Linked DNA regions of Mus musculus: regions 2 and 3 are each linked to region 1. Evidence: chromatin contacts called from public HiChIP or PLAC-seq and promoter capture Hi-C data. All regions are on one chromosome and are shown on one strand. The core of a region is the stretch at or near the end of the contact, and the rest is flanking DNA. Distances in the headings are between cores, read along the strand shown. Region 1 holds the start of Slc7a4 (solute carrier family 7 (cationic amino acid transporter, y+ system), member 4). Region 2 holds the start of Pkp2 (plakophilin 2). Region 3 holds the start of Septin5 (septin 5).

Region 1 (2,714 bases), core at 153-2,652:
GGAAGTGAGGGCGAGGAGATGGGGGAGTGCGCTAAACAGCAGCAGCACCTTCAGATGATGTTGGCTATCAGGAGGTCACAGTGTTCCAAGTGTCCCTGTGTATCTGGAATGTCACCCAACCGCTTTGTCCTCATCTGAATGAGTCATGCAGACTGCATCCTAAGTTTCCAGTAATCATCCATAAATTTGAATATTTGTGTGTATGAAATATAGATTTTTAGTGGTGTATTTATATCACTCTATCATCATATATAATCAAGTATATATTATATAGTTGTATGTTTATTTTATTGCATATACATACTAACTACATTAGATATGTATTGTAGGTCAAATATATAAAGTTCTGGGAGAAACATGCCTACCTCGGTTTTGCCCGACTTGGCTTTGCTGGGCTATTGTCTTGCTGTCAACAAGTCAGCACCTCACCACATATGTATTGCCACACATACATATATGAAAACTATGTATACATACTTATACATGGTCTTCAATCTTTTGATCCTCCAAGTGCCAGAATTACAGGCATAGGTCACCCTACCTAGCTGCCACCTTTGTTTTCAATCTGAGAAGAAGAGAGAGAGAAAAGATTCCTCAGAGCTAAGCATAAGCGGACTCTGGAGATTTTATGCCGTAGCTGACCCAGGCACCCTGATGGCGGGAACGCTGGTGACAAATGCGGAGAGCTGCTGGCTATCATGAATGGAGAGTCCTTTAAGAATGTCCAGGTCCTGTCAGGTGCTCTGAGGCTGTCACTGATATTTGAGGGCCTAAGTGGCAGTCCTGCTGTAGAGTTGCAAGCTGTCTTCTGATGCTGGCTACTGTCCTTTTATGGGACACTACCAGACAGACAATAGCTTTGTAAATTCTGCCAATTCACAGAACACGTCCGGAAGGCTGCCCTCTCTAGCCTAGTGTGCAAGGTGCTTACTGCCACTCCACTGAGGTTTAGAGTGCCAGGGTCACTCTGCCAGACCCCTGTCTTCATCTCACTGTGCTGGACATTTGCAGGCTCCGTGGTGGGGACCTGGACGTTTTCCAATTGTAGTTGTGTTGGGGTGGAGGGAGATCAAGGAGAGTAATTGCTCTGGGGCGGTATCAGGCTTGGCTCTACCCCCAACCTGGACCCAGAGAAGGGGCTCAGCAGGTTAGTCGAGCAGGCTTCCTCACCTAGGGAGGTGGATGAAATGTGGAGTAAGCCCTAGGACCCAGGTCAGCTCTAGTCTCGATGTTGGAAGTTTACTCGCTTAGAGGGTTATTCTGATACGTGACGTGGTGCGGTGCGGGGACCCTGTACAGAACCCAACCAGTGATGTGAGTCGTGAGGCTCGGGTTTATCTGGCGCCTGGCAGCGAGGGGCGGGCCCTGCACGCAGGCGTTGTAAACTAGTGGGGCAGGCGCAGTGCGCACGGTGGCAGCGACGGCGACAGCAGGTGGGTCATAGCGGGTCTGGAGGGACCGCTGCTGCGGGAACGTAAATGCAAGAGAAGGCTTGGGCGTCTAGGGGCACAGGGACATGGCGGAGGCAGCTAGCCTCAGCAGCTGTGGCTGCGGAGCATATGGCGAGGGGAGGTGCACCACAGCTTTCACATCCGGGAATCGGGAATCGGGGCCCTTGCAGCTCTGGCCTCCTGGCTTCAGGTGAGCTGTTCCTCCAACCTGGCAGAAGAGGGGGTGATCGCTTTTCTCTGAGGCCATGTCCCTTTGGCCACGTTCCCGGCTGCAGGAGCGGCTCCTGTTCCGGGTCCTGACAACCTGGCACTGCTCCAGGGAAGCCTCCCATTTCTTCTTGCTCGTGGTGCAGCCTGTTCCAAGCCTGTTCTTAAGCAACCTCCCACTCACTCACAGAACCACCTACCTGGTTCGCAGGTCCGCTGCAGGTCTGCTTCTCTCTGCCAGTTCCACTGCCCTGAAAGCTGACAGGAAGGACTTCCATGCGTTCTATCCCTCTGCCCACAGTCCCTGACACGCGTCCCATTCAAGCCTTCTAAAGTAGGTCCATGGTGCAGCTGACCTGGGCTCCTAAGGAGAGGAGGCGAGGACTGGGGTGGGCTGTCTATGAAAGAATGGAGGATGGTTGGTTATTCCCGCTGTCTGTCCCCAGTAGGTTCCAGAAACTGGTTCAGTACTCCGTCTGCCATGGCCCGGGGACTGCCCAGTACTGCCTGTTTGGCACGCTTCTGCCAGAAACTGAACCGTCTGAAGCCACTGGAAGAGTCTAGCATGGAGACATCACTGCGGCGCTGCCTGTCCACACTGGACTTGACTCTACTGGGTGTGGGTGGCATGGTGGGATCTGGGCTCTATGTGCTCACAGGCACAGTGGCCAAGGACATGGCTGGCCCCGCTGTGCTCTTGTCCTTTTTGGTGGCCGCTGTAGCCTCCCTGCTGGCGGCCCTATGCTATGCAGAGTTTGGAGCCCGTGTGCCCCGTACTGGCTCAGCATACCTATTCACGTACGTGTCCATGGGGGAGATATGGGCATTCCTCATAGGCTGGAATGTGCTTCTAGAATACCTCATTGGAGGTGCCGCTGTAGCCCGTGCCTGGAGTGGCTATTTGGATGCCATCTTTAACCACAGCATTCGCAACTTCACGGAGTCTCACCTGGGCGTCTGGCAGGTGCCCTTCCTAGCTCACTATCCAGATTTTCTGGCCGCTGGCATTTTACTCGTGGCTTCTGCCTTTGTCTCCTGCGGAGCCCGAGTCTCCTC
Region 2 (2,714 bases), core at 113-2,612, 1.4 Mb after region 1:
CCACTTTCTGTCTGGAATCTTGACTGTTTTATTTGCTCAGTTTCCTTGTCTCTAAGCTTGGATCCACAGTAAACCCAGCCCATGTCTGTAATCTCAGCACATGGGAGACGGAGACGGGAAGTTTGAGGCTGCATCTTAAAAATCGTATCTATATCTACACATATGGAAAGAGAAAGGAAAAAAATACACAGTTCATTTTAAGAAGATAATATAAAGTGCGAACCACATAGCCTAATTAGGGACGTTACAGGCACTCACTTACATGAGCTTGCAATCATTAAACACCTCTTTACTTTTCAAGTATGCAAACATCAACTGCCCTAACCTTTAGACAAACTGAAAAGCGGACAGCCTCCCAGACTCTGCTATTTGAAATCCACATGCTGGCACGGAAGCATTATTATTCTTAATGGTAATCACATTTACCAGAGCTTCTGATCTTTCTGATCAACCACACTTCTGTCAACTAGTCTGTGTGGTGGGGGGTTGATTTTTTTTTTTTTAATGAGGGCGGTTCTGCACCCACGCATCTGTTGGTTCTGGTGTGTGGGTGTGAGGTGGGCAGGCGGGGCTACCTTCAGCCTGGCCAAAGTCTCCTTCCTCCTTATCCTCCGCAGGGTGTTCAGGTTGCTCCCAGACCCAAAGCCGACTTGCTCAATTTGTTTAGTCGCAGATACGGAGTGGAGCACTTGGACGAGGTAACCTCAATTTAGAGGATGGAGGAACCGCAGGGCTTTGAAGGTTTCTTTCTAAAAATATTTATAGAGAGTCGTAAACTCTAAAACATCTCAATAAAAGCCCAAAGCGCCTTATTCCAGAAGATCAATCTTGCATACCAAAGTCTGCATAAAATTTCAAAGTGTTTTTTAGAATCTCAGGGAGAGAACCCGGAGCGAGCGGCGAAGGGTGAAACCGATCGAATTCTTTAATACAGACAATTGTGTAATTAACAAACGAATAAGGTAGACCAGAACCAAAGGTTAGGGAGGAAGCGTGTCCAAAGCGACCAACCACGAGCCGGAAAAGGTAAGGTGAGCAACAGGTGGGCGGGCGGACACCGGTTCGCACCGGGGAGACCTACGACTAGCACGGCGGGTGGGGTTCGACTCACCGCTGACCGCAGAGCTCCGGCCCCGGCGGGCCAGGGTCTGCTGCACCTGCTCCTGGATCCGCTGGCTCCGGGCCGCCGGGTCGCCGCGGCCGCTGCTGCCGGCCAGCCTCAGTCTGGCCTCGGAGGGCAAGGCCAGGCTGGAGCTGTCCAGGTGACCCAGGATCTGCTGGCCCAGCACAGTCCGGATGTAGCCACACTCGGCCAGTGAGCCGGGGACGGCCATCGCGTCGGCGGAGTGACCAGGAGGGACTGCCAGGACCTGCCCGCAAAGCCGCAGAGGCGTGGGGACCGGCAGCAAACCCCGCCCCGCCCCGCCCCGCCCCGCCCCGCCCCGCCCCGTAGGACCCAGGCCCTTAGGGGACAGGGGCGTGGCTCCTGCAAAGCAGGCGCACTCCGCCCGGGGCGAGCACGTCCTCTGAGGCCCCCACGTATTCTCGGCTCGCGAAGGATTGTGGGAGGAGCTGCCCTTAGGACAGGTGCAGCTGGGAACTTCTGCTGTGAGTAGCACATCTAGTTAGTTAGGGTCAGTTACACTGTTCCAAACGTTCACAGATAATGAAACATGTATGAAATAGACGTATTTTAAAGGTTTTTTTTTTTATCCGTAGTACTTCAGGACGCCGAGCTTTTTGTACAGATGGAGCCCCAGAAACATATGTTCTCCCTCAGTGAAAGCCTCTGCTTGCTCTTGCAAATACACAAATTGTACCCAGTGCGCTCTTGTCCACCCACTTCCTTCTTAAGGAACATGCCCACACAGAGAAACTCCAATAAGAGGCCCAGAGAAAAGATGACTTTTAATACTCAGTTTTAATAGCTCTTCTAACGTTGACTAAGCCCTCTTTATGACAAGCTCTTTGCAGGGGAACTCATGAACGAGGTTTCTCACTTAAATCTCCCGAACTTGAGTTTATCATGCTATTAACTATGCTTCACATGCAATTGGGCTAAGAACAAGAGCTAAGCTCAACAGAAGGGTCCTTGAACTTAAAGTTGACAACCGATGCTACTCTCCACATACTGGTATTTAGACTTGGGAGAAGAAAAGAAAAACATCTATGTTTGTTATCAAGTGGGGTCTTTTCCTTTGGTTGCTAGGGTTTGTACCTTTGTTGGAACAGCTAGGGAACACAACTTCTCTTCTTCCCCGGTTCCTAACTAAACAGTTAATGTGGCTTCCTGTTTTGCCTTCGAGCATCGAGGAAATCAGGGACGAGTCACTCTTTCTCCACAGGCCACATAGTCAAAGGTCATAAGGAAAGCTCTGGAGGTGGGAGCTATGAGGTCAGCAAAAGCAACTGGGCCAGTCTTTAGGTAAATTGTGCCCAAAAGCTTGGCTTGCCAAGTCAGGTGTAAATAATGTACAGATGTGATGCTGAGAGCTTACCGAAAACAAGAATGTTATGACGGTTAAATTACAGCAACAAATCCTGTCACCAGCCCCTTGTAAGCAACCTGTTTCCCTTCATCTATCTCCTAGCTCCTTCTGAAAGTCCCAGGTCTGTTGCTTTAAAAGATAACTGCAGCGCCTGCTTCTGCAGGGCCAGGACTCACTCTGGCTTCTGTACCTGGAGAACTATGATTGGTAAGGTCCCATTCTGCT
Region 3 (2,714 bases), core at 114-2,613, 1.1 Mb before region 1:
CCCCTCTCCTACACTTCCCTCCGGGCCAAGGCAGCCAAGCACAACCCCCTAACTAGAGGAGACCAGGAGTGTCCCTCCCATCAGTGCCCCAGGGAAGATACTTCCTTTTCCCCCCACTTTGTTTCTGCCGTTGGAGTGACAGTAACAGTCAGCTCAGGCTTAATGTCCTAGCTTTCCTTCGTGGGTTTCTCCAGACTCAGAACTGGCAAGCTCAGAAGTCCTGACATTGTGTTTCTGTCCCTGCCTCAGACTGCACATATTCCTCTAACAGAGTTCCAAATTCCCCCAAGAACGCCATGAAAAAAGTCACTGGTGAAGCCAAACCTAAGAGATGTGTAGACACTTTTACTTCTACATTGTTTTATACACAAAATGATTAGCACTTGATCACGTGTGAGTGCCCTCTCTAGATCCCAAAGATGCACCACAGTGTGTCATATGCCCCATCTGATCCTTAGGCTGTAGAAGAAAGATTTGGACAATGGAACATCCCTACCCTGGTCACAGACTCTCTGGTGAGGTTTAAGCCACCACCTGGGATGTGACAGTAACACAGAAGTTATTCACACCGTGGGTCACTTAGTCCTATCAACTTTTTGAAGATTCAGAGTCACAGCATCTTCATGCATAAATGTGGCTCTGAGCATGGACTTGTCTTTATGTGTCCCTCAGCCCCCTTCAACCCCTCTCCAGGGGGGTAGCTGGGGAGAGCACAGATCACAGAAAACCGGGACCAGAGCTGGAGCAAGGAGGGCTAAGGTGGCCTTCGGATTGTGTCCTTCTAGCCATACACCTCAAGTACTCCCATCTTACAACCACACCCTGCCTGCCGTGTGCTTTCCATCTTGCCCAGGCGTTTGTGTGTGTCCAGTGTAGAATGCCTAGCACCCAGCAGACTGCAGGAGAGCTCGGGTTCTGGACTTGTGCTCAATGTACCAAGGGTAGGGCTCCAGGTCTGCCCCTTCCAAATGCTTCTTGATGGGGTGAAAAAGGGGTCTTTATATCACCTGAACTCATTCATCGGCTGCATGAAGCACAGTCCTGGGACATGCTTTATAGAATGGCCACTCGATGGAAGGTCAGAGGCCCAGGAACCAACCGGCTTCCAGCGACAGCCAAGGGAGAACAGAGTCTAGGCCTGGGCTAGATGACAGGAAGGGGAGGGGGCGTTCCGGACGAAGCCGTGGGAATAGCCCGGCTGCACTCGCGCGGCCGGGAGAACCAAAGGCCTGGGGGGAACCACAGCGGGACGCCTCAGTCCCCGCCCCCACCGGCCTCTCCGGGTCGCGCGTGGGCGCGGCGGGCGCCGATTGGCTGGCGGGCGCGCGGGCGGGGCGGGTGGTGGCGGCGCGGAGGGGCGGGTCACCCCTCAGCCGGCCTCGGCCTCCACCGCTGGTCGCCGCGCCCCGCCCGCGCGCCCGCCGCCACACGTCCCCCGCCGGCGGCCACCATGAGCACAGGACTGCGGTACAAAAGCAAGCTGGCGACCCCAGGTGAGCCCAGAGCCTGTCCGCGTGCCCGCGCTCCTTTGTCCCCGCCGCCCGCCCGCCTCTCACCGTCTGTCTCCGTCTCTCCCCTGCCCGCCGGCCCGGACCCTCCCGGACCCGCCCGGACCCGGATCACGACCCGGACCATGCAGAGGACAAACAGGTACTGGCGTTGCGCCGCTCGGCCGGTGGTGAGATCGGACCGGCTGTCACCCATTGTGGCACCGATGCTGGTGGCGCCCAGGCGTGACCCCGCCCCCGCCGGCCGTCACCCAGTCCTTTGGCGTTAATCGATTGTCTGTAGGGGCAGCGCCGCTGCTCCTGGGGCTACGGAGGGGAAGTGTAGGCACTGCGCTTGGTTCCCTGACCTGTATAGCAGCGGCCTAGGCACCTCCCCAGAAAGGGAGGCTGGGATAAGGGCCTCTCTCCTCTAGTCCAGGGCCAGCATCCCCTTTTTAACCTGACCGGAAGGCCTCGTGCTGGGGGTCCTGGGTGAGGCTGTAGTTATGACAGGCCAGGAATGGGGGGGGGGGCCCACCAGTCTCCTGAGCAATACCATGGGGCCTCTGCTTCATGCCCATGCACCTTTGGGTGTCTCTCTTCTGTGCCTAAATTTATGCTCACTAGTCTTTGGCAGAGCATCTTCCAAGACCTGGAACTTGCAAGGCTCCCCATCTGAGTCATCCTAGCACTAGCCCTCCAAACCTTGAGTACAGCCAGGCTGTGGCCTTCCAGAGGGGGGCTAGCCTGATTTCCCCACCCCAGGGAAAGTACCAGCCTACCGGGTAACCTGTGAAAATCCAAAGGAGCTGAGGGTTGTGAAACCAGAGTGCTGTGGAAGTGGGTGACCAAAGGGATGTCCTCTGTGGCTTGAGCTAGGCCCTGTTTGAAGATGGGGTGGGGGAGGCCCAATTCTGACACCAGAAGGCTTCAGCAAGCCTTGCTGGGGATGGGTGTTCTCGCCTAGCATTGGACTCCAGAGTACTAGACCAGAGTACATCATCAGACAGAGCAAAAGCAGCTGGCAGATGGGGTGAGCCGGAGAGTCACAGTCTCCTGGCAGGGACATGCCCCGCCCAAGGCTGATGAGACTCACTGGGAGGGGCTCCCCCAGGAGAACTGCCTCCCCATCCCAGTAAGCCAGACAAAGCCCGATGGGGACACATGCTATTGTGTAAGGGAGAGGGGGGCCAGAGGCTAGGAAGGCAAGGACCTAGGCTTCTCCTG

The links. Promoter capture Hi-C pulls out the DNA fragments that hold promoters and counts their contacts. HiChIP or PLAC-seq counts read pairs in DNA pulled down with a chosen protein or histone mark.
Region 2: a contact with region 1 is called in an HNF4G HiChIP or PLAC-seq map of pancreatic cancer cells. The contact joins the promoter of Pkp2 here to the promoter of Slc7a4 in region 1. A contact is called at or near these places in 1 of 39 promoter capture datasets (pre-B cells) and 1 of 115 datasets of contacts at active chromatin or transcription factors (pancreatic cancer cells).
Region 3: a promoter capture Hi-C map of liver shows a contact between it and region 1, with 3 times the contacts expected there. The contact joins the promoter of Septin5 here to the promoter of Slc7a4 in region 1. A contact is called at or near these places in 3 of 39 promoter capture datasets (hippocampal neurons and liver).

The regions. Positions count from the first base shown.
Region 1 is chr16:17,575,359-17,578,072 of GRCm38.p6, reverse strand. It overlaps Slc7a4 (solute carrier family 7 (cationic amino acid transporter, y+ system), member 4), which reads left to right and starts at 1,402. Exons shown (of 5, transcript NM_144852.3): 1 at 1,402-1,433; 2 at 2,108-2,714. The coding sequence starts at 2,140. It overlaps LOC115488657 (a long non-coding RNA gene), which reads right to left and starts at 2,194. Exons shown (of 2, transcript XR_003951946.1): 1 at 1,859-2,194; 2 at 1,316-1,659.
Region 2 is chr16:16,211,993-16,214,706 of GRCm38.p6, reverse strand. It overlaps Pkp2 (plakophilin 2), which reads right to left and starts at 1,362. Exons shown (of 13, transcript NM_026163.2): 1 at 1,112-1,362. The coding sequence starts at 1,334.
Region 3 is chr16:18,628,587-18,631,300 of GRCm38.p6, reverse strand. Septin5 (septin 5) reads left to right here and starts at 1,363. Exons shown (of 12, transcript NM_213614.2): 1 at 1,363-1,493; 2 at 1,640-1,650. The coding sequence starts at 1,451.